Linked DNA regions of Mus musculus: regions 1, 2, 3, 4, 5 and 6 are each linked to region 7. Evidence: chromatin contacts called from public Hi-C, HiChIP or PLAC-seq and promoter capture Hi-C data. All regions are on one chromosome and are shown on one strand. Each heading gives the region's core, a stretch centred on a gene start, on an enhancer-like site or on the middle of the called end of the contact. The rest is flanking DNA. Distances are from core to core; before and after follow the strand shown. Region 1 overlaps Lhfpl2 (lipoma HMGIC fusion partner-like 2). Region 2 overlaps Lhfpl2 (lipoma HMGIC fusion partner-like 2). Region 3 overlaps Scamp1 (secretory carrier membrane protein 1). Region 4 holds the start of Lhfpl2 (lipoma HMGIC fusion partner-like 2). Region 5 overlaps Lhfpl2 (lipoma HMGIC fusion partner-like 2). Region 6 overlaps Lhfpl2 (lipoma HMGIC fusion partner-like 2). Region 7 holds the start of Arsb (arylsulfatase B).

Region 1 (2,700 bases), core at 194-2,693, 420 kb after region 7:
CAGCCTTTACTTACATTCTATGAGGAGGGGACACTTTTTATTCTGGATTCTAACTTTATTATATCTTTTTGGCAAAACAACTTAAACCATCTCCCTTATACTTTCTATCAGTTATTCTAATAAGTTCCTAAAATTATCTGAATCAAATCAGGAAGTCTATAAAATCATTAATTCATCTAAACAGCATTAATCCACGAAAGTGGGTCTGCAGGAAATTTGCCCAATGGGGTGGGTTAATACCCAGGAATCAATCATAACCGACTACAGGCAGAAGGGGTCTTTCTTTGCCCAATCACGCCCTGTCAGAACAATGAGGAACACAGCAATGGCAAACAAGAAGGCACATCAAGAGCAAGAGCAATCCTGGGATGCGGGCTCTGGGGTCCACCTATCCTCTCAGCCATTTTCTGTTTGTACCATTTCTTTCTATTGCCTTATTGCGGTAAGACTTCAAACACAATACTGACTAAAATTGTAGTAGACCTTTATCTCTAGCCCCTAACTCTGGATGTAATTTTCCCCCATTTCCTGTGCACGTTAGAGGTTTTTCATATAAACCCTTAGAGATGTGTTATTGTTGTTGTTTAAGATTTATTTATTTTATATGAGTACACTGTAGCTGCCTTCAGACACACCACAAGAGGGCATCAGAACTCATTACAGATGGTTGTGAGCCACCATGTGGTTGCTGGGAATTGAACTCGGGACCTCTAGAAGAACAGTCAGTGCTCTTAACCTCTCAGCCATCTCTCCAGCCCCAGATGCGTTGTTCTTTGAAGTTTAACATGAAAGGATGTTAAAGTTTGTCAAAGGTCTTTTCCATATCGGCTGAGATGGTGTAGATTTTTGTCCCTACATCTTATTTCTCTGTTGTAGTTTACATTTGTTGAACTGTCCTGGCAGCCCTGGAATTAAAACCAAGATGGCCGTGGTGTTGATGTCTTGGGTGTATGACTGTGTTGAGAACTGTGGGTCTGTGGCTTTTGTTCTCGGGCATGTTCTCATATCTGGTTTTGGTATCAGGGTTAGGGTTAGCATTCCTGACTTTTAAAACTGTAACTGTAGTGGTTGTCCCCGCTGTGCTTTGTGCGATAGTTTGAAGAGCATAGTGTTAGTTCACCCCTACAGTGGCCCAGTGATGGGCTCCTTTTGTTGGGAGACGGTCAGTCTCACTGGACATAAGAGAGCTATTTGTTTTTCTCTTCTAGATTTTCCAATCTCCTAGTGACCCTTAAATTTCACTTGCAGCTGTTATTTTTTTTTTCCTTTTGGCTTGGCTTAAGAGTTGTAGGTCTTGTTTTATTACAGAAATACCATTTACAGACTTTACAAACCACACCCACCCTTTAGGTTTAAGATTGGTACACTTTTATGATGGTGAATCAGGCAGGTCTTGATTCAGGCAAGGCTTGGAATGACAAATGACTCATCCACTTGTGAGCTCTGGAACTGACTCCATCCCCTGCATGAGACTGCTGTCCCCAGCTGTCCACACACAGTGCATTGTCCCTGTTAGCCTTTCACTTACAAAGGCCCCAATCCTTGGTCCTTGTTGCTGCTGCCATCTCTTTAGCTACCACACTAGAGCTTAGTCTGGCCATAGACTAAAACCCGCCCTCCCTTACAGCACAGGGCTGTCAGCTGACATTCTACTGGGAATCATGGTTTCCTTTCCCCTTCTTCGTGAGCTGCTTGTACTGGTGAGTGGCCAGGCCTAGGGTAAGGCCACTACCTAAAGTTGTTTCTCTAGTCCTCACTTAGGTTAGACCAGGCAGGAAACCACCTCTAAATTGTTGAAACCCTGTGACTTGTGAACATGCAGCAGTGAGGGCCAGAACAGTGCTGGCCGAGTGGGGTACGTGTGTGCTGGTGTGTGTGCAGGGCGGAGCTCACTGAAAGCCATTTAGACAGCAAAGTGCCATGACACTGGCAGTTTGTTTCTATAGAGGCGTAGACATACACCTCTCCCCTTGGCATGCAGGTCAAACAATGCTTTTCGTGGGTGTAGGTTAAGAGTTAGTCTTAAGGCTCCTGACTTTTGTCTATAACTAGGCTGAGGCCACAAGGTTCTGAGTGAATTACTTTATACCAGTGATTGGCAAGCTCTGTCAAAAGCTAGATCATAATTTGTGTTTTGCAGGCCAGGTGTTCAGAAGGAAGCATGTCTCTGTTCTAATGTGTTCTAATAAAACTTTATTATGTGTTATTATTGGGTTTGGCATGTATGTATACCGTATGCATGCTTGGTACCTATGGAGGTCAGAAGAGGCTGGCTGTCAGGTCCTCTGGACCGGTAGTGAGCTACCGTTGGGTGCTAGAACCAAACCGTGTGCTGTACAAGAGCAATATGCACTCTTCCTGCGGAGCCATCTCTTCAGACCCTTTGTAAAGCCATATTTGGCCTTAGTAAGCCTCTTAACACCAAGAAACAGGAGCAAACTCACTGGTGGAGTCACATGCCACCATACACAAACTGGCTGGAAATACTAGGTAAGCTCTCTTCCCCCTCATCTAGACTCCATACTTAAAAGTGTGCCTGGTAAAGTGACCTTGGCTATTCAGGTCAGGCTTCTATCCAAGACACTAACACTTTTCTATTGTAGAGTGGATGGCCCCGCCCAAAGCCAGCGACCATAAGGGCCCGGCAGATGCTGCAGGTTGCCTAGGCACCAAAGGCTTCACCTGTTTTCTCTTCTGTCC
Region 2 (2,700 bases), core at 62-2,561, 350 kb after region 7:
GATTCAGTCACAGGTGATTAATGATTGAGTAGATTTTAATTTACAAAGGTCACCTTTGGAAAATATTAGTAGCAGGGGTTGGATACCCCCTTGCAGCATGCATTAGGAAAATCAAGGCAATAGGTAGTTGAATGTGTCACTAAAAAGCGATCGTTCTGTTTCTCAAAAGAGAGAGGCCTGTTCACCTCTGTCCTCTCAGGGTCCTGTGAGTGTTACAACCTTGGCAGTGAGCTTAGATCACCCTGGCAGTGAACCAGGGTCCAGTGTAGGTTCTAGTCCAGCCTAGACTGTCCAGTAGGGCCTGCTGCATGCAGAGGGTTTAGGCAGGGCATTCCTACAAATACCATCCTCTCTGTAGAAAAGCCATTGTTTTGGTTTACAGGCTTTGAGAAAGGATGTATTTTTCCTGTGATCTGTCTTGCGCTGCTGACTACCCGAGCATTACTAGGCTCTAGCAACAGCGCTGTGGGGAGGCTTGAACCTTTTAATGAGAATCACAAACACTTGTGAGTCATAAAATGAATGATTCGAGCAGCAACCTTCTCATTGGAAGGCAAGGGCTGGTTTGAAACAGATGGTGTCCTGGGCAGGCAGGGTAAATGTTTGCACCTTATCACACTGCTAATCTTTAAGTATTTGTTCCATATTTATTTAGTGGAGATGGGAGAAGCTGTGTTTTCTATTCATAAAAAAATATTTAACCAGACACAGTAGATCCCTGTAATCCTAGGTAGAGGCAGGAAAAATAACAAGACCAAGGTCATCCTTGACTACAGAGTTACAGGTTAGCCTGGGCTACTGAAGAGCCTGTCTCAAAAATATGTATGTGCATATATGTATAGTATACAGATATAGGTACATATGAATGTTAAATATGCATACATATGAATACACATATACACACACACGTGTGTGTGTGTGTGTGTGTGTGTATGTATGTATGTATGTATGTATGTATACACTTTCTGGGCTTAAATCTCTGCTTATAATTAGACGTGTAACTTTGAGTTCTTGACGTGTCTGGCGCCCTTTCCTGTGTGTTAAAGAGGCTTATGGCACAGAATGTTTGAATTGGGTGTTTATAAACCTTGCTTAGAATTTGGCTAGTGATACCATTTTAGACCTGGGATGCCAGGTGCCTGTGAACCAGGTGATGGGGTCTGGTGGGGGTTGGCAGTGAGGTCTGTGTTTGCTCATATCATCCGGGGAAGATAGGCTCAACAGGAAAATACACTCAGCCCTGTGCCGTGAGTAACCAGGGTTTTCACTCTCTTCAGAGGAACCATCTGTTTCAGTTCCCAGGACCGGGAGCCAGACCACGATGCCGACCATGCAGGGAGTCATGTGAGAACCCAGGCTAGCTAAGGGCCCCACATTTTCCATGTGTTCTGTTGACGGTTCAGTTTCCCCGTTGTGGGATGTCACCCTGGATCACTGCCGGGCTGGCTTGTTTCAGCCTGCTCTGGGGAGAAGCCAGTTCCATTTTGCAGTGCCTTGAGGAGCCAAGTCATGTTTGGCCTTGTGATTGATCTCCTATAAAAGCCCCATAAAACCAGCTCTCTCTGGGTCCTTCATGTTAGTTTTAGTTGTGGATTCATCTGAGACCAGCAGTGCCATCTCGATCAGGTCAGACGGAACTACGGATGTCTGAATTGAGTGTGGTCCCACTTCCTGTTGCCTACATTCTCTCTACACGGTAGCAGGCTTCTCTTGAGAAGGAGGAACAGTTGTAGTTTGAGGCAACTCTGGGCATCAACTCTCCTGAACATAAACCTCCTGCATTGGACACCCATGGGCTGGAGGATGGGCTGGGGGCCATGCAGCTTCGTGCCTGAGGCAGGTTTTGGAGCCTCCTGTACTCCACCTCTGTTCCTGGGGATGGCTTCTTCCTTCTCTGGTTTAGGTAGTTGAGGGAAATAAAGACAGAGGCATGTGTATCAAAACAGTCAACCATTGATTGGTTGACCCCTTTCTGGCTCTCTGACACCAGGTCCTGTGTAGGGTTGCTTGGATATGCAGGCTGAGAACCAATTCTCTCAGGCTTTCGCAGACATTCTTTGGACAAATGTCTCACCTCTCATACCTCCTTGGTAGAGAGGCAAGGTGTCCCTGCTCTGCTCTGCTCTGCTCCCTGCCCTGTGGGAATTGTGGGAAGGCTTCAAAGAGGGCAAGTTCAAGTATGTGGTTAGCATTCAGTGGACTTCTATTGGCAGCCCTTGAGGAAAAAAGTTAAAAAAAAAAAAAAAGACTTTTTGGGCTTGAATCCCTTCTTATAATTAGGTGTGTAACTTTGGCCGGGTTTTTGACACCTTGTCTGGCTTTCCCTGTTGTCTCAGGCTGCTAGGAAGGCAGTGTGGCACAACTGTATGTGTGCCTCGTGGGGTAGAGGGAACTAACGCCTAGTGAATCTTAAGAACTATGCTCATAACTGCAACACAGCACAGGAAGGAGAGGTGCCGTTACTGAAAAGTGCCCACAGTTTAAAGTCCCTTGAGTGGCCGGGCGTGGTGGCAGTGCACACCTTTAATCCCAGCACTCGGGAGGCAGAGGCAGGCGGAATTCTGAGTTCAAGGCCAGCCTGGTCTACAGAGTGAGTTCCAGGACAGCCAGGGCTATACAGAGAAACCCTGTCTCGAAAAACCAAAAAAAAAAAAAAATAATAATAATAAAAATAATAATAAAATAAAGTCTCTTGAGTAT
Region 3 (2,700 bases), core at 148-2,647, 490 kb after region 7:
ACCTGACTGACAGCCATATACCGCTTCTTGTCTCTGTAGGTCACTGCTGCTGAGTCACACCACACACAGACATGAATTATGTATCTCTAACACGAGACCTGTTACCACTTCAAAACTTGGGTACTGATCTCTAGCAGGCAAGAGCACTCCTGAGGGAATCCGGACCTGTTCATGACAATGACTAGCTCTGAGCCCTTTCTCACTAAGGAGATCAGACCATCACTTTGCCCCACTGTAGACCTGGCATGTCAGGCTGTGGACTGTGTCTCGATTGTTTGGAACACTCACTGACTGTTCAGATTCCACTTAGAAGATAGGACGAGGAACCCAACACATCTTACTTCAACTGTCCCTTGGGTTTCATCAGTAAAAGGAATCATATGCCCATGTGTTGCTATTTGCTAGCTAATACACTGCTTGCAATGAAAAATACTCAGTGACAACCATGGCTAACTTCACCAACAAGGGTAACGAAATAAAAGCTCTCCCCTTACTTACTGACAATTTAATAAATTATAGCACATCTTAGGTGAATTGGCCAAATCACCCACAAGCACCTCTGAGGGAAACGACCGGCAGTGACTCTTTGTCAGCCTTGGTGTGCGTTCCTATTGCCTTTGTGCATGAGGAAAGGCAGTCTCTTCCCCGGCAAATGAAACAATCTTTAGAGCTAGAAGTGAGGGCACCTGGGAGGCCCAACAGATGGGAGTCTAGATTGGATAACTGCTCACCAATCCAACTAGATCCTATTTCTTAGGGAGGCCAAATAGGAGCCACAGATACTTGTCAATAAATAAGGAACAGCCAAAGCGGACGCCAGTCAAAGGAGAGATGTTCTCATAATAAAGTCACCACAGGGAGTACGGGGATGGCTCCGCTGCTAAGAGAACTGGCTGCTCACCCAGGTTTGGTTCTCAGTTCCCCGTGACAGTTCACAGCCACAACTTTAACTCTGGTTCCAAAGGATCCAATGCTCCCTGGGCACCAGGGATGCACAAGGGGCACTTGAAGATATGCAAACATCCATCCATACATGTACATAAAAATAAATCTTCTACACAACCAAACCAACAATCTTTACAATTGGAGGTGAAGGGAACTTTTTGTTTTTAATATTTTTACAGGGCTAGAGAAATAGCCCCATGGTTAAGAGCAGCGAACTTGAGCTCAATTCCCAGCACCCACATTAAGCAGCTCACAACCACTTTCAACTCCAGCTGCAGGGGATCCAAATTCTAAGCCTCCAGAGGTACCTGCCCACACCCAGGCACACGTGTGCACATGTAGTTAGAAATTAATAAAAACAAATCTTAACATGACTAGAAAGGGAGCAGAGAGCAGCAGATAGGACCTCTGGGGAATAACAGATAAAGTTGCCAGTGACTCATCAGAGAGAAGGAAGGAAGAGAGGCAGCCTTCCGCCGCTCTGACGGGTGAGCAATGACAACTCTCCCAGTCTATAGTTAGTGCAGAACTAACTCAGCCTTAGAGTGGGAGGGAAAGTGGGAGGCAGTGGGAGGGAAGGAAAAGGGAGGCAGCCATCAGTCTCAGCTGGAATTAAGGCAGCTCTGCTAGATGTTTTCTAAACATCTAGTTCACTGAACGTGGCATGCACTGCCATGATGAGTGAGGGGTTGGGTAGCATCTTAGTCCTTCCCCTGTCAGAGGCTATTTTTACTATTGTTACTGATATTATTATTACATGGTGTGTGTGTGTGTGTGTGTGTGTGTGTGCGTGTGTGTGTGTTCCAGGCCTGTTTGTATGTTCACCACCTGTGGTGCCTACAGAGGCCTGAAGAGGGCATCAGATCCCCTGGAACTGGGGTTAGACTGTTGGGTGCCACCCTATGTGCTGGGAACCAAACCCAGGTCCTCTGCAAGAGCAGTGAGTGGCTCCCCAGCGGCAGCTGTGACTTTACAGTTACAGAGGACTACATCGAGTTCCCTTCTCTCCTCAGAGTCTTAGGAACGATCGCATCACCTGAGGGAGGGAGTGTCTCTCTTCCAGAACAGACAGAACAAAAGGTTTTCGCCGTTTTACATCTCATTAAAACTCTAGGTAAAAAGTTAACTTCCATAAGTGTATTTATATAAAACCTGCTGTGACAGACTTTAATAAGCACAAGTATTGGTCACATGTGTGCTCACGTGATCTACAATTGCTGCTAATCATTGCTAGTTTCACACCCCCAACCCCACCCCACCCTCAATTTAGAAACAAAAAGAGGAAGAGAAAACACTTACACCTCTAACCTGTCATATTCTCCCATGCTGATATCCCCTGAAGTTCAGATCTTTGTGACAATCTGACAAAGAGAGACAGCTAAGGAAAGCCAACACTGCTCCCACCATGTTGCTCCCATCTTTCAGACTACACCCCGAGACATCCCCACAGCCCCAAATCAGGCTACAGCATGTCTCACTGCTAACAAGAAGAGCCTCCTCGCTCTTCGCCCTCCCACTCTCAGAGCTTGTCAGGAGGAGCCCACATGAGGTTTTCGATGTACAAGCCTGTTCACACCATGCCTACAGATTTGATTGATATGAATTGGGAAAATTTTAGGCACCTGAACATTTTTAAATAATTGGAACTGAAATTTTACTTAAGGGATAGAAGTGACAAAAAAGAGCAAAGCTTCACCGTTTACATAAATGACAGAAATGACTGCTATGGGATGGAGACTTTCTACACTGCCTGTG
Region 4 (2,700 bases), core at 192-2,691, 290 kb after region 7:
AATGCTATGTAGATTTTTAAGTTTATTCTTAACCTCATAAGCCCTCTTGTAATTTCTAGCACGTGATTTTGCCAAATAGAGAGAGCACTTAACACTCTTGTAGAATGTGTTTCGGGAAAGCTTTTTTTTTTTTTTTTTTCCCAGTAGGATTCAACCGTGGGAGAGTCCTGGGAACAGCATCAGCAGCTTCAGCGTGGATACAGGCATGGGTCCTTCTAGGACCCCATCTGGATGAGGACCAGCATGGTGATGCATTTGTGTTTGCAGCTATTGTTAATTGGTGATAGGTACCCTTTGCATGTGAAGAATCCCAACCGATTTAATTTGTATGTTTTCTCCACAGACCAGCAGTTGCGGATGACTTATGCTATCTACAATCCTGCTGTGGGATATGGTTTTCAATAGTGGAGTTGCAAAGAAATCAAGAATTTGTTTTGTTTTTTTAATTTTCCTGGCAAAATGCCTCAGATACCCTCTCACCCAGGAAGTGGTGTTCTAGAGCCATTAAGCTTGTAAGGCCGTGCAGATAGGTGCCGTGCCCACGGGTTTCAAAAGCAGGAGGGGGCCATTGAAACTGACAAACCCAAATGGATTTGGAAATAGTGGGTCAAGTGCAAAGACTTCAAGAGCAAAGAGCACATGCAAGCTGCTAGGGAAGGCCGGGAGGGAGGGGTGGGGGGGGTGGGTGTGCTTCGGTGGATAGACAAGTGTCTGAGAGTTTGGAGGCTGAAGCAAATTTGACAGGGGGTGGGGGTTGGAGACAAAGGAAGGTGATCTTAGCTGGGTTCTGTCCTAACACAATGAATTCAGACAATTCAGCCCCTGGCTATTTGACTCTGTCCTTTGCTCTGGCCCTGGGGGCGGTGGTGAGAGGAGTTGGTGGGTCTCCTCTCTGGATCCCTTTCCCGCTGGCTAAACCGCCTTTGATATCTGTGGTATCTATTGGAAAGTGTATCTTCAGTGCCTGGGGGATGTGTCTGGACCCAAGCATCCAAGCTCTGTGAAAGTTTGCAGTTTCCCGAAGTAGAAATCAGGACCTGTAAACTTGTGCCTCCAGCCTCTGCTTTAAAAGCACCGCAGACCACTCTCCACCCTGCGGTTTTCCTGGGCCACGGACCGACTTTCTTCCCGCCCGCCCCGCCGGCTCTGGTCCACGATAGGCACTGGGACAGCGTGAGGAGAGAACCCCGCAGGGCTCCGGGACCCCTTCTCAGGGATCGCGCGCGTCGCCCACACTCTCCCGGGCCCTGTAGGACCCTCCCCCCCGGAGGCCGGGCTTCGCCGACCCCTCCCCGAGCGGCGGCCGGAGGCGGGGATGCTGAGTGGCAGCGGCCGGCCTGGGCTGCGAGGTTCGGCCGCCTCCTCCCGCTGCGCCCGCCCCTCGGCCTCCGCCCCGGCGCCGCCGACCCTCGTCTGCTCCCGCCCTCGCCCCTGCGGGTCCGCCGGGGCCAGATCGAGGCTGCAGCGAGGAGGCGGCACAGAGAGCCCGGCTGGGGAAGGCTGCACGCGCCCGGGCCAGAGCGGGGCGTTAGGAGCCGGCTGCCCCGGCCAGGTAGGTGCTGCGCGGGGAGCCCGGGAGGGGGCCGGTCCCCGACAGTGCACGGGGGCGCGGAGGGACGGGCGGCGGGTGCCGGGGCAGGAAGGATCCGCTGCAGCGCCGGCCCGCCGCAGACGTGGAAGAAGTTGAGCCTGGAAGCGCTTTTTCCCGGGGAGCTGTAGTGGTCCCCTCCAGCCCCGGTCCGTACCGCGTGGGTCTCACCGGCCACAGACCTCAGCTGCATCTCAGACCTGGGCTGCATTTTTTGTGGCCAGTGCAGAGGGGTGAGGGCTGGCGAGGAGGTGGGCGGGGAGTTGGGGAACACCACATCTGGGGTGGATGAAGGACTCAGAGAGATGGGTTTGAATGCAGTCCCTACCCCCACCCGGCCGCACTTCTCTCTCAGTCTATTCGCGGTCGCGTGCTCTCTGAACTGAGAAAAGCAAAAAGAGTTTCTTCAAGTCGGCTCAACTTTTCTGTTAATTCAGGAGGTTCGGGAGTTTGTATGGAAGTAAGGGCAAAAGACTCTCATCCTCGCACCCTACCTCACTCCTGCCCGGGCAGTTTCCTGTACTCTGTGCCATGATTGTTTTTGTGCTTGTAGATTACAGCTGGTGACCTATATGGAAAAGTGGAACCACTGCCGGCGAGTGTGTGTTGGAGCCACAGGGCGGCAAGGTGTGGGGGGCTAAGTCAGAGTTCCTTCGAAGGGACTTTAATTCTCTGAACACTCTTCCTGTCCAGCTCAAAGAGAGGATGGGATAAGGAATAATTTATCTTGCTCTTTCTGATGCTCTTCTAATCATTTTTTTTAAAAACTCCCTTTCAAATTAAGAGATAGAGAACACGCATGCGATGGTTAAATATTTTAAAGACAGGGAAGATGAACATCTCTCTCTGCAATCAGGCTAATAGGGCTAGCCTGTGTTGGAACATCTGATTCTGATGAAATATTTGAAAGGTTTAAAGCAATACCAGACGATGTCATTAAAAAAAAATAGAGTGACCTGCAGTAGGTCATACAGAGCAGTGTGGCCTGTGGTCTGTGACAGCATTTTATAGCGGGAGGTGGAGCACTGTAAGCTTAAAGAGAAGAGGGTGGGAAAGGGGGCTGCTCATTTGTCTTGAACCAGTCTAGTTAGGAAGAGTGATTACACTGCAAA
Region 5 (2,700 bases), core at 89-2,588, 320 kb after region 7:
GGCTCTGAGTGTGGGGCTGGTTTAAGTATGATTCTTTCACTTTCTAGTGTTTTCAGAGTTGGATTTTTTTTTTTAGGTTAATTTGAGTTCAAATACAGACCAAAATAAAACCTTGGCCTGCTCATCTGCTATTTTTTGTACCATTGTGGAAAGCGTTTTCTCAGCCAGAGCCTGTGCGTTAGTTAGCAGCTCCCTACACTAGGACCCTCCCTGAGGGCAGGGTGGGAGCACTGGGAGCAAGGGGTAGTTGTTTGTCTCCTTGAAAACCTTAGAGTCTGAAGCCTGAAAATGGAGACATGCAGGAATTATCTTTTGACTTAGGTTATTCCCTGCCTCATCCTCATGGAGAGCTTGTGACTGTCCCTTCCTCCAAAGCTTTGCCTTGGCTATGCATTGGGAGGATAACCAGAGTTGTTACAAGGGATGGCCAGTTAGGTCGTTTAACAAGAATGTGTTAATATTTTTTTGGGGGGGGTGGAGGCTGTATTTAAAAGATTCAAGGTGGAAGACAGTTTAGGAGTTTCTCGGGTACCACAATGTCAACTTGAGTCATTCGAGGTAACTTTCCCAAGGGAGTGGGTACTGTCACTGGTTCCCTGGGGTGGCACTTGGAAGAGTTTGAGTAAATCTATGAGAAGGGTGGAGGGGCAAAGGCCACAGCTTATGATTTCCAGGGTCACTGAAAGATTTCTTTCAGACAAAAGTTTCTCTCAAGACAATTATTACTTGAGCTTGTCTCTTCTCATTGTCAAAAGAGAACTCTTGAAGTCACCAATAATTAGTAGACAGTTTGAAAAGCCATAGATCTTAGGGGACAGGAAACTTTTGTAATGGCTGAAGTAGTTACATGTGCAGACAGTTGTGTTCCATTGAGGTCACTTTTGTCTTATATGTCATTTCCTGTGCCAGGCCACCACCAGGCAAAGTCCCAAGGCTGGCCTGGGTAGCTCCGTGCTTGCTCTTCGTTCAGTCTTTGAACTTGCAGGCAGGGCACATTAAGAGACATGGTAGTCTTTTTATGATAAAGTTTACCTGGCTTTTATTTTCTTTTTGAGTTGGTATTTCACTATGTTGCAGAGGCTGGTCCCAAACTCTTGAGTCTCCAGTAATCCTCCTGCCTCAGCTTCTTGAATTGCTGAGATTACATGCACATGTGTATTACCATAATCTCTGGGCACATGGTAAAAGATCCCTGGTCTCAGATGATACTTGTTTGTATAACTAAGTCAGGATTACCTCAAGGGACCCGTGTATTTGTCTGTGTCATTCAGATGGTGGCTTCCGTTGTTTAGCTTGTTTAGTTGTCAAGTTCTAGTGAGTAACTCAGCAGTAAGCTGGGCATCCTGAAAGTTGATTCATTGTGTTTGGGATGAGGGCGTGGCACGTAGGGGTCTGGTGATACAGATACCTCTGAAACATAGAGCCAGTGAATTAATTCCTTCACATATCTCTAGAGTTCAGGGCCCATGCTACTGTTTACATAAAACCCTTCCCATCCGACACACCATAATGCACATTTGCCAAACGGCCAGTGTATGCGTGGCCCTTGCTCTCCTGTCCCCTTCTCAACTTCTCCTTTGCTCTCTGCTTTTAGGATAGGAGAGGTGGAGGAGGAGGAAACGTTTCTAGAGGTTTCTTCTTTCCAAAGCTGCTTGCCCCTGCCTCCCCTGACCCATTGCAAACCTTGAGTACTGTGAAGTCATTCCACTTGACAACACACTTGGATCCATTGTGTCTGGTTTGGTGGGGGGGGTGTGTGGGGGGGGGGGTGTACTTTTTCTTTCTTCCTTTTCTGCTTCAGTGCTAGAGAGAGAGAGAGAGAGAGAGAGAGAGAGAGAGAGAGAGATTGAATTTCCAGGGGGAAAAAACTGGGGACTGGAAAAAAATGAGAAAAAGAAAAAGACAAGAATCCAACTTTTATCCAATATCATACTGCCATTCTCAAGTTCCCAGGAAGGAAACAGGGAAGAGATATGGCATCCTGAGATTGTCTGGGCAGTGTGAGGCCACACTGGGGTCAGGGTTAATTCTCTCTGCCTGCTGTCACCTCGGGCCCTTTTAGCTTTGATCTCTGGGGTGGGCACTGGATCATCTGTAAGTTTCCCAAATTCTATGGTGATTGCTACATGCAAACAGTGGCTGAGAACTCAGGTTGGCAGCTTATTCCCAAAATTATGGTTGGTCAAAAAATTCATTTGTGGTTTATTTAGCTAATGGGTACGAATTAAATTCTTGTACATGTTTAAATTTGCTTCGTATGAGGCTGTGGACCACGGCTAGGCTCATGTAATTCTTGTAGTTTAACAAGAGGACAACCAGCTTGGAGGGGAGAACCGTCATCATTATCATAAGAGGAAGGACTCAGTTGCTGGGCCTTGGGTCTTACAGATGATGCCCACCCAGCATCAGAATGGGGGTGTTGGCCTCTGCCCCACATTTACTCTAAGAGTTTCAGCTGCTGAATTGCTACATAGGTCCAGGGATTATGGGAGGGAGCGGGGCTCTTTGGAAAGTTTTTCACTGGTATGTGACACTTTTACATGGAGCTGGAGTTAGAATTCGGGGAGAAGAATCCCAGGTCTCACTTGGTTGACATCATAAGTATTTGAGAGTGACTTCTTTCCCTCCTGAGATGGCCCGTGTTAGATGAGCTCATGTTTCCTGCAAGCCCTGCCTTTCAGAATCAGAGCCTTCTGTATC
Region 6 (2,700 bases), core at 123-2,622, 400 kb after region 7:
GTCACCCCAGGCAAGATGAGAACCCCAGCGTCAGCTTCTTTGCAGAGGATCAGAGATGGAGGAAGAGATGCTTGTCCTAGGGGCTGAAAAACTTCATTGGCCCAAAGGAGGTAGGTGCTGAGCACCTTCAGCTCAAAGAACACAGCACTGGCTGGGCCATTTGACCCTTCAACAGTCAGGACACCCATTTTTCTGTAACCTGTATGTTTTATGGGGCCATCAGAGCAAGAACTTGAGAAGCCACCTCTGGTCGTATCTTTTAAGATCTGCAGACAACAGCAGCCATTGGCCTTAGAGATGGAGGCTGTGCTGTGCTTGTGCTTGTGGGGAAAGGTCCCCAGGGATCAGGGAAGTCCCTCGCTGTCCCAGGATTTGCTGGAGAACAGCTGCTCTGCGGATGGAATCCCTTGTTCCCATTAACTTAGGAGCTATCCTGAGTTGGACAGAGAACAGGTGGCTGGCCGCTGGCTGTGTCCTGATCACACTGGGTCACACCCCTTTGTCTTCATAAACTAAGACAGAATGTGGGCGCTGGTTAGAGATGCAGGTCCCCCCAGCACCTCCCTGCAGGAGCCAGGGACTGTCCTTCAAGGTAGAGGAGGGTCTTCTTCACTTTCAGAAGCAAAATCACATGCAGTTGGTTTTATCCAACTGTCTCATGCTTACAGAAGACCTGGAGGATAAAGGCCATTTTGCTAAGCCTTTTGGGGGTTCTTGTGTCTAGGGGAGATGGCAATAATGAAGAAATGGGCCAAGAAACAAATAGTTTGTCCGAAGTACATTAGATGTGCTCCCCCTAAATCAAGGTAGTAAATTGACTGATGTTTGGAGCTTATATTGTTAATTTAATATTTTATTCTTCCATACTTGGAGTTTACCAGCAGAAAAGCATCCTTTTGGTATTTTCAGTGTAAATTACCTAAGCTTTGTGCTTTGAAACCTACATGGTATTTCTTTTCTATAAAGCTGGGAGTGATTGGTGCCTCAAGTTAGGTCACAGGACCCATCCATCTTCAGTCCCTCAGAGACCAAAGCTGGAGCCGGGAGCATCCTTACAGAGTCTGCGCTAAGCAGGTTCCTCAGCTAAGACTGGGCCATCCATTTTACCAGAGCTCTGACCTGGGGCCTCTTCCTTTTGCCCCAGTGATCTGTCAGTCCTCGCCTTCCTTTGCCACTTTCTAGAGTTTTTTCTTTTCATCATCCTCTGGTCGTATCACAGAACTGGATACTGGGGAACCCTGTAGCCTCAGTAGGATGTGGAACAAAGGGATCGCTACCCACCCAAGCTGCTATTTGTGAGTACTCCCTGTGCCCCAAGCGTTATGCTAATCCCATGGTAGCAGTGAGTAATAGCTGGCTCTGTGGCTTGGATGATGTGCTGGTCATTGTCCAGATGCCCACATCTTATTCCTCGCTGCAGCCGTGGGGAGCAGGGCACTGTTCTATTCTGGGGGATGAGGAAGCCAGACGTGCAGAGGCTAAATACAAACAGCCTGTCTGAGACCACAGCTTTTGATTGGCAGAACTGAGCTGGTCTGAGGTCTGTGTATGAAGCTTTGAAAAGCACTGCACCACCCTGTCATGTGGTATGTATGCCCTTCTCCCAGTGTGGTATTGCTTGCTGAGGGCCAGAGAGCAATGTCAGAGGACACCAAGTTTGTCCTTTTCCAGTAGATTCTCTGGATGGCCTGGGGTCTCCAGGCTGATGTTAAGCTATGACCTTCCTGGTTACAGGAAAGCTTTTCTCTGTATAGCAAGTGTCTTCTCCATTCAAGTAAATTCCCCACTTGGAGTTTATCTCCCTTCTTCAGTCTGCTGATCTTTTTAAATTTGTATAGGTTATCAACAAAACACGATTGTGTTACAAGGAGAGTCAGATCTCATTGCTGAGAAGACACCTCCCTCCTAGCTTCAAAGTGGCATCTCTTAGACTAGAACTTCCCAACCTCAGCCACAGGACTCGCCGAGCGAGGGCTCTCTCAAACCCGAGGAGCCATCTCCCACATCTTTTTAAGGATTGGAGTTCCATATCAGCTAGAGAGAACCCTGGGCACAGTGTGCTTGTTGTGTGTGTCTGAGTTTATGTGAAATGGATATGCATAAAGTTGTGCTGGTCCTGAGGTCTGAGTAATGCCCTCCCAGATAAGCAACGGGGATTAAACGCATCACCTCCAAAAGATGCTCATGGGAAATGCGCACACTGAACTTGCAGTGAGCATCCATCTCTGTGACACAGACAGTGGAAAACAAACGTAAGTGACTAGAAGAAAGAGTCAAAAACCCCAGGTGGTTGGGTACTCAGTAAGATGACTGTCCTAGCGTCTTCAGGGGACGTGGGAGTGGGTGGGTAGTTAGGGAGGAAAGACAGACAGCCCTTATCTAGAAACTAACCAAATGCAATTCACGAGCCTCAATGGAGTCACAACTTTAAGAAGGGAAAACAAACTAAAAATGGAGCAGGCTTGGCAAAGTGTGGATGAGGCGTTGGATATGAATAGGCTGTTTTCTTGAGTGCATTGATTGTCTTGTAGCTATGCGAGGAAATGCCCTTATTTTAGGAGGTCTGTGCTAAAGCATTTAAGGATAAATTATTAGACACATCATTTGCAGATGGCTCAAAGAAAAAGTGTATGCATGCTTTACATACATAGGATAGGAAAAAATAAGGGAGAATGTTAGCAAAAAAATGTTGAATCTGGT
Region 7 (2,700 bases), core at 23-2,522:
GAGGCAGGAGGACAGAGAGCTGGAGGAGCTATCCTGGGGTACATAGTAAGCACCTGCTTAAAAACAAAAAGGAGAGGACTATAGAAAACAATTATGGAGTAGAAGAATATGCAGAGACCACACTATCCCCAACACAAAAGCGAACAAACAACTCTTCTAAGATATTGTTTTTGGGTTTAAAAATGCCAAAATTTAAAACTTTCTGGCTATATTTTACTAAGGATAAGTAGTAGTTATCTACTTCAAAGAAAACTCTTATGTATGTTAAGAGGGAAACATATATTCAAGGATAATCTTTTTTTAAAAAGGAAAATTTTGGCCGGGCGTGGTGGCACACACCTTTAGTCCCAGCACTCGGGAGGCAGAGGCAGGCGGATTTCTGGGTTCAAGGCTAGCCTGGTTTACAAAGTGAGTTCCAGGACAGCCAGGGCTACACAGAGAAACCCTGTCTCAAAAAAAAAAAAAAAAAAAAACCACACACACACACAAAAGAATTTTTTTACTCTCACACAAATCACAAATGCAGAAATGAATACATCATGTGATTTCATCTAATTTATTAGTGAGAAACCGATAAGAAATTAAAATTGGTTATAAGGAACAATACCACAAACGCCCATCAGCCAACCGCATGGAAGTCAGTTGAGTACATCAGCAATAATTACTTTTCAAGGGTATCATTCATCCAGAGCTTCTAAAGCTGTAAAGTAACTCCCACGGACTCGGCCTCAGCCAGAGAGGGTGTGTCCTTCAGGCAGCGCACATTTTTTCTCTCTCCACCTAACAGTTATCACTCATCTCTAGACATTGAGTAAGCAAGTAGACAGTCTTAGGTGGGCATACCCCGAATGTCTTGAAATGAAACTTCACCATTTCATTTTAGATTCTGGGCAGACAGAATGAATGTGTTTGGCCCACTGATGATGGGAAGGAAGTGGCTTCATGGGTACACACTGCACAAAGGAATCTGAAACACCATCTGCACCACCTCTCTTCTCTCATCTGTAATGGTCCAAACCATTACAGGGTTTCTTCTGGGGATAAAAGGAGCGCTAACTATAGTGCTTAGCTGTCAAGTTTGCGGCTAGATTTAATCAGATAAAGGTTGTGAAACAGCTTTGGAACTTGTGGCTCTCGAGTTCATGGCTAAAATAAAGAACGGGCCTCTGGGCCTTGGAAGGACCGGCTGAGTTCGCCCGCGCGCTCTGTGCGGCTCCTCCCCCGGCCCCCGCGGGAGGCGGAGGCCGTGGACGCCGGCCCTCCCCAGCCCGCGGCCCGCCCAGGTGGATGAAATCTTGCTGGGGAGCCCGGCCGCTCAGTTCCCGATTCTGTCGGGGGTGCCCGCAGCACGGGCTCTGCAGGCTGCTAAGGATGGGCAAGCTTAGCCCGTGCACTGGCAGGAGCCGGCCTGGAGGTCCCGGGCCGCAGCTGCCACTCTTGCTGCTGCTGCTGCAGCTGCTGCTGCTGCTGCTGTCGCCGGCCCGGGCCTCCGGAGCTACCCAGCCTCCGCATGTGGTCTTCGTGCTGGCGGACGACCTGGGCTGGAACGACTTGGGTTTTCACGGCTCGGTCATCCGCACGCCGCACCTGGATGCGCTGGCGGCCGGCGGCGTGGTCCTGGACAACTACTACGTGCAGCCGCTGTGCACGCCCTCGCGGAGCCAGCTGCTCACCGGCCGCTATCAGGTACTAGGCGGCCTCCAGCCCCGCGTGACCCCGCGAGCCCGCCAGCTCAGTCGGACCGCGCTCGACAACCCTGGCTTCCCCAGGCTGCTGCCTAGGGCCACTGCGCATGCCTGACTTCCTCCTGGTGGCCGAAGGCAGGAGTGGCTTTCGTTTTCTCTAGGTCAGAGGAGAGCGGGGTTTCTGGGATCTCGAGGTGCTGTGTCTGTGAACCCCCAAAGAGAAGGATAGACGAGGTCCTGAGGAGAAAGGATGGAGAAGAAAAGGGAGGCCCAAGGAGCTCCAGAGGGCCATTAAAGTGAGAGGCTGCACTGGGACGGACCCTAGTGACTGACGCGGTGTGTCATAGATCAGGAGTGACCTACTTGAGCCAGGAGGATAGGAAGCCATGTAGATGGGAGTTTCAGAGATTAATTTAGAAACACTAAAAAGACTTGGGATTGTTGACAAGGGACGCATCACCCGAAAAGCCTTCAGTGAATGAGCGTGGGGGTGGGGTATGTGAAAGATCTTAAGCTTTCTCTCAGCCCCTGTTGTACCTGGGAGTCAGGCCACAGGTGAGATAAGGTGCACCCCAGGCTCCTATATCTTTCCTTTACTAAGTTACCCCCTTGCCTATAACTATGCATATGTCAACAACGTGGAAATTCCAGCACCCACGCTCAGATCCTCCGCTGTGCATGGCTAACAATGGAAGTCATTTCCAGGTTCTCCGTACCCCTACAATGAAAATAAGGGTGCTGATATTTCTTCTACCTTTGAGGGTGAATCCAGCCCACATGAGTCTCTTCACTGCCCCTTTAGAGAGTATGTCCCCCACAGAGTATGTGTATGTTAAATGACTGGGAACAGTAAGAACGTATCTTGTAGTGTTTTTATTGTACTGAAACGTTTTTAAAAACCACTTTATGAGGTAGTTATCTTGAACGCCCTTTACAGGCGAGGAGATAGCTTGCCTAAATTGGATGTCAGCGGGGGAGTCACACGGCTATAAATTGCAATCCTTAGTTTCCTGCA

The links. Hi-C and Micro-C count contacts between places; a contact is called where the count stands out from the background. HiChIP or PLAC-seq counts read pairs in DNA pulled down with a chosen protein or histone mark. Capture Hi-C pulls out chosen DNA fragments and counts their contacts.
Region 1: an H3K27ac HiChIP or PLAC-seq map of the NIH/3T3 cell line shows a contact between it and region 7, with 9 times the contacts expected there. The contact joins the enhancer-like site here to the promoter of Arsb in region 7. A contact is called at or near these places in 13 of 39 promoter capture datasets (the 3T3-L1 cell line, 3T3-L1-derived adipocytes, the C10 cell line and 10 more), 1 of 15 datasets of contacts at CTCF or cohesin (pro-B cells), 22 of 484 Hi-C or Micro-C datasets (the AtT-20 cell line, B cells, the BV-2 cell line and 15 more), 13 of 115 datasets of contacts at active chromatin or transcription factors (the NIH/3T3 cell line, acute myeloid leukemia, bone marrow-derived macrophages and 10 more) and 4 of 9 other capture datasets (adipose tissue, liver, macrophages and 1 more).
Region 2: an H3K4me3 HiChIP or PLAC-seq map of bone marrow-derived macrophages shows a contact between it and region 7, with 3 times the contacts expected there. The contact joins the enhancer-like site here to the promoter of Arsb in region 7. A contact is called at or near these places in 1 of 39 promoter capture datasets (embryonic stem cells), 1 of 15 datasets of contacts at CTCF or cohesin (the NIH/3T3 cell line), 1 of 484 Hi-C or Micro-C datasets (bone marrow-derived macrophages), 10 of 115 datasets of contacts at active chromatin or transcription factors (CD8 T cells, DN3 thymocytes, acute myeloid leukemia and 6 more) and 4 of 9 other capture datasets (embryonic stem cells, liver, macrophages and 1 more).
Region 3: a Hi-C map of bone marrow-derived macrophages shows a contact between it and region 7, with 14 read pairs. The contact joins the enhancer-like site here to the promoter of Arsb in region 7. A contact is called at or near these places in 2 of 484 Hi-C or Micro-C datasets (bone marrow-derived macrophages and nephron progenitors), 4 of 115 datasets of contacts at active chromatin or transcription factors (astrocytes, bone marrow-derived macrophages, forebrain and 1 more) and 1 of 9 other capture datasets (macrophages).
Region 4: a promoter capture Hi-C map of adipose tissue shows a contact between it and region 7, with 6 times the contacts expected there. The contact joins the promoter of Lhfpl2 here to the promoter of Arsb in region 7. A contact is called at or near these places in 17 of 39 promoter capture datasets (the C10 cell line, cranial neural crest, embryonic stem cells and 10 more), 3 of 15 datasets of contacts at CTCF or cohesin (the NIH/3T3 cell line, large pre-B cells and pro-B cells), 30 of 484 Hi-C or Micro-C datasets (the 3T3-L1 cell line, the AML12 cell line, B cells and 21 more), 17 of 115 datasets of contacts at active chromatin or transcription factors (acute myeloid leukemia, astrocytes, bone marrow-derived macrophages and 12 more) and 4 of 9 other capture datasets (adipose tissue, liver, macrophages and 1 more).
Region 5: a FOXA1 HiChIP or PLAC-seq map of pancreatic cancer cells shows a contact between it and region 7. The contact joins the enhancer-like site here to the promoter of Arsb in region 7. A contact is called at or near these places in 3 of 39 promoter capture datasets (cranial neural crest, hematopoietic stem and progenitor cells and second pharyngeal arch cranial neural crest), 1 of 484 Hi-C or Micro-C datasets (bone marrow-derived macrophages), 10 of 115 datasets of contacts at active chromatin or transcription factors (acute myeloid leukemia, astrocytes, bone marrow-derived macrophages and 6 more) and 3 of 9 other capture datasets (adipose tissue, liver and macrophages).
Region 6: an H3K27ac HiChIP or PLAC-seq map of microglia shows a contact between it and region 7, with 11 times the contacts expected there. The contact joins the enhancer-like site here to the promoter of Arsb in region 7. A contact is called at or near these places in 9 of 39 promoter capture datasets (the 3T3-L1 cell line, 3T3-L1-derived adipocytes, embryonic stem cells and 6 more), 1 of 15 datasets of contacts at CTCF or cohesin (the NIH/3T3 cell line), 3 of 484 Hi-C or Micro-C datasets (LSK cells, bone marrow-derived macrophages and liver), 21 of 115 datasets of contacts at active chromatin or transcription factors (the NIH/3T3 cell line, acute myeloid leukemia, bone marrow-derived macrophages and 16 more) and 4 of 9 other capture datasets (adipose tissue, liver, macrophages and 1 more).

The regions. Positions count from the first base shown.
Region 1 is chr13:94,189,143-94,191,842 of GRCm38.p6, forward strand. The region is part of intron 3 of Lhfpl2 (lipoma HMGIC fusion partner-like 2); the gene reads left to right. It overlaps LOC115488151 (a long non-coding RNA gene), which reads left to right. Exons shown (of 2, transcript XR_003950582.1): 2 at 1-460. Among named protein-coding and RNA genes, the nearest start is that of Scamp1, 95 kb to the right of the region's middle. Within about 2 kb of position 1,444, at least 47 of the 459 cell types and tissues checked have an H3K27ac peak or open chromatin away from gene starts, as enhancers often do. A contact at or near this core is called in the C2C12 cell line, the NIH/3T3 cell line, bone marrow-derived macrophages and 3 more, where this site is marked.
Region 2 is chr13:94,121,745-94,124,444 of GRCm38.p6, forward strand. All of the region lies in intron 2 of Lhfpl2 (lipoma HMGIC fusion partner-like 2), which reads left to right. Among named protein-coding and RNA genes, the nearest start is that of Lhfpl2, 65 kb to the left of the region's middle. Within about 2 kb of position 1,312, at least 37 of the 459 cell types and tissues checked have an H3K27ac peak or open chromatin away from gene starts, as enhancers often do. A contact at or near this core is called in bone marrow-derived macrophages, memory CD8 T cells, microglia and 1 more, where this site is marked.
Region 3 is chr13:94,262,729-94,265,428 of GRCm38.p6, forward strand. All of the region lies in intron 1 of Scamp1 (secretory carrier membrane protein 1), which reads right to left. Among named protein-coding and RNA genes, the nearest start is that of Scamp1, 21 kb to the right of the region's middle. Within about 2 kb of position 1,398, at least 42 of the 459 cell types and tissues checked have an H3K27ac peak or open chromatin away from gene starts, as enhancers often do. A contact at or near this core is called in bone marrow-derived macrophages, where this site is marked.
Region 4 is chr13:94,056,355-94,059,054 of GRCm38.p6, forward strand. Lhfpl2 (lipoma HMGIC fusion partner-like 2) reads left to right here and starts at 1,442. Exons shown (of 4, transcript NM_172589.2): 1 at 1,442-1,552.
Region 5 is chr13:94,089,538-94,092,237 of GRCm38.p6, forward strand. The region is part of intron 1 of Lhfpl2 (lipoma HMGIC fusion partner-like 2); the gene reads left to right. Among named protein-coding and RNA genes, the nearest start is that of Lhfpl2, 33 kb to the left of the region's middle. Within about 2 kb of position 1,339, at least 13 of the 459 cell types and tissues checked have an H3K27ac peak or open chromatin away from gene starts, as enhancers often do. A contact at or near this core is called in pancreatic cancer cells, where this site is marked.
Region 6 is chr13:94,168,124-94,170,823 of GRCm38.p6, forward strand. The region is part of intron 2 of Lhfpl2 (lipoma HMGIC fusion partner-like 2); the gene reads left to right. Among named protein-coding and RNA genes, the nearest start is that of Lhfpl2, 110 kb to the left of the region's middle. Within about 2 kb of position 1,373, at least 27 of the 459 cell types and tissues checked have an H3K27ac peak or open chromatin away from gene starts, as enhancers often do. A contact at or near this core is called in bone marrow-derived macrophages, macrophages and microglia, where this site is marked.
Region 7 is chr13:93,770,407-93,773,106 of GRCm38.p6, forward strand. Arsb (arylsulfatase B) reads left to right here and starts at 1,273. Exons shown (of 8, transcript NM_009712.3): 1 at 1,273-1,686. The coding sequence starts at 1,372.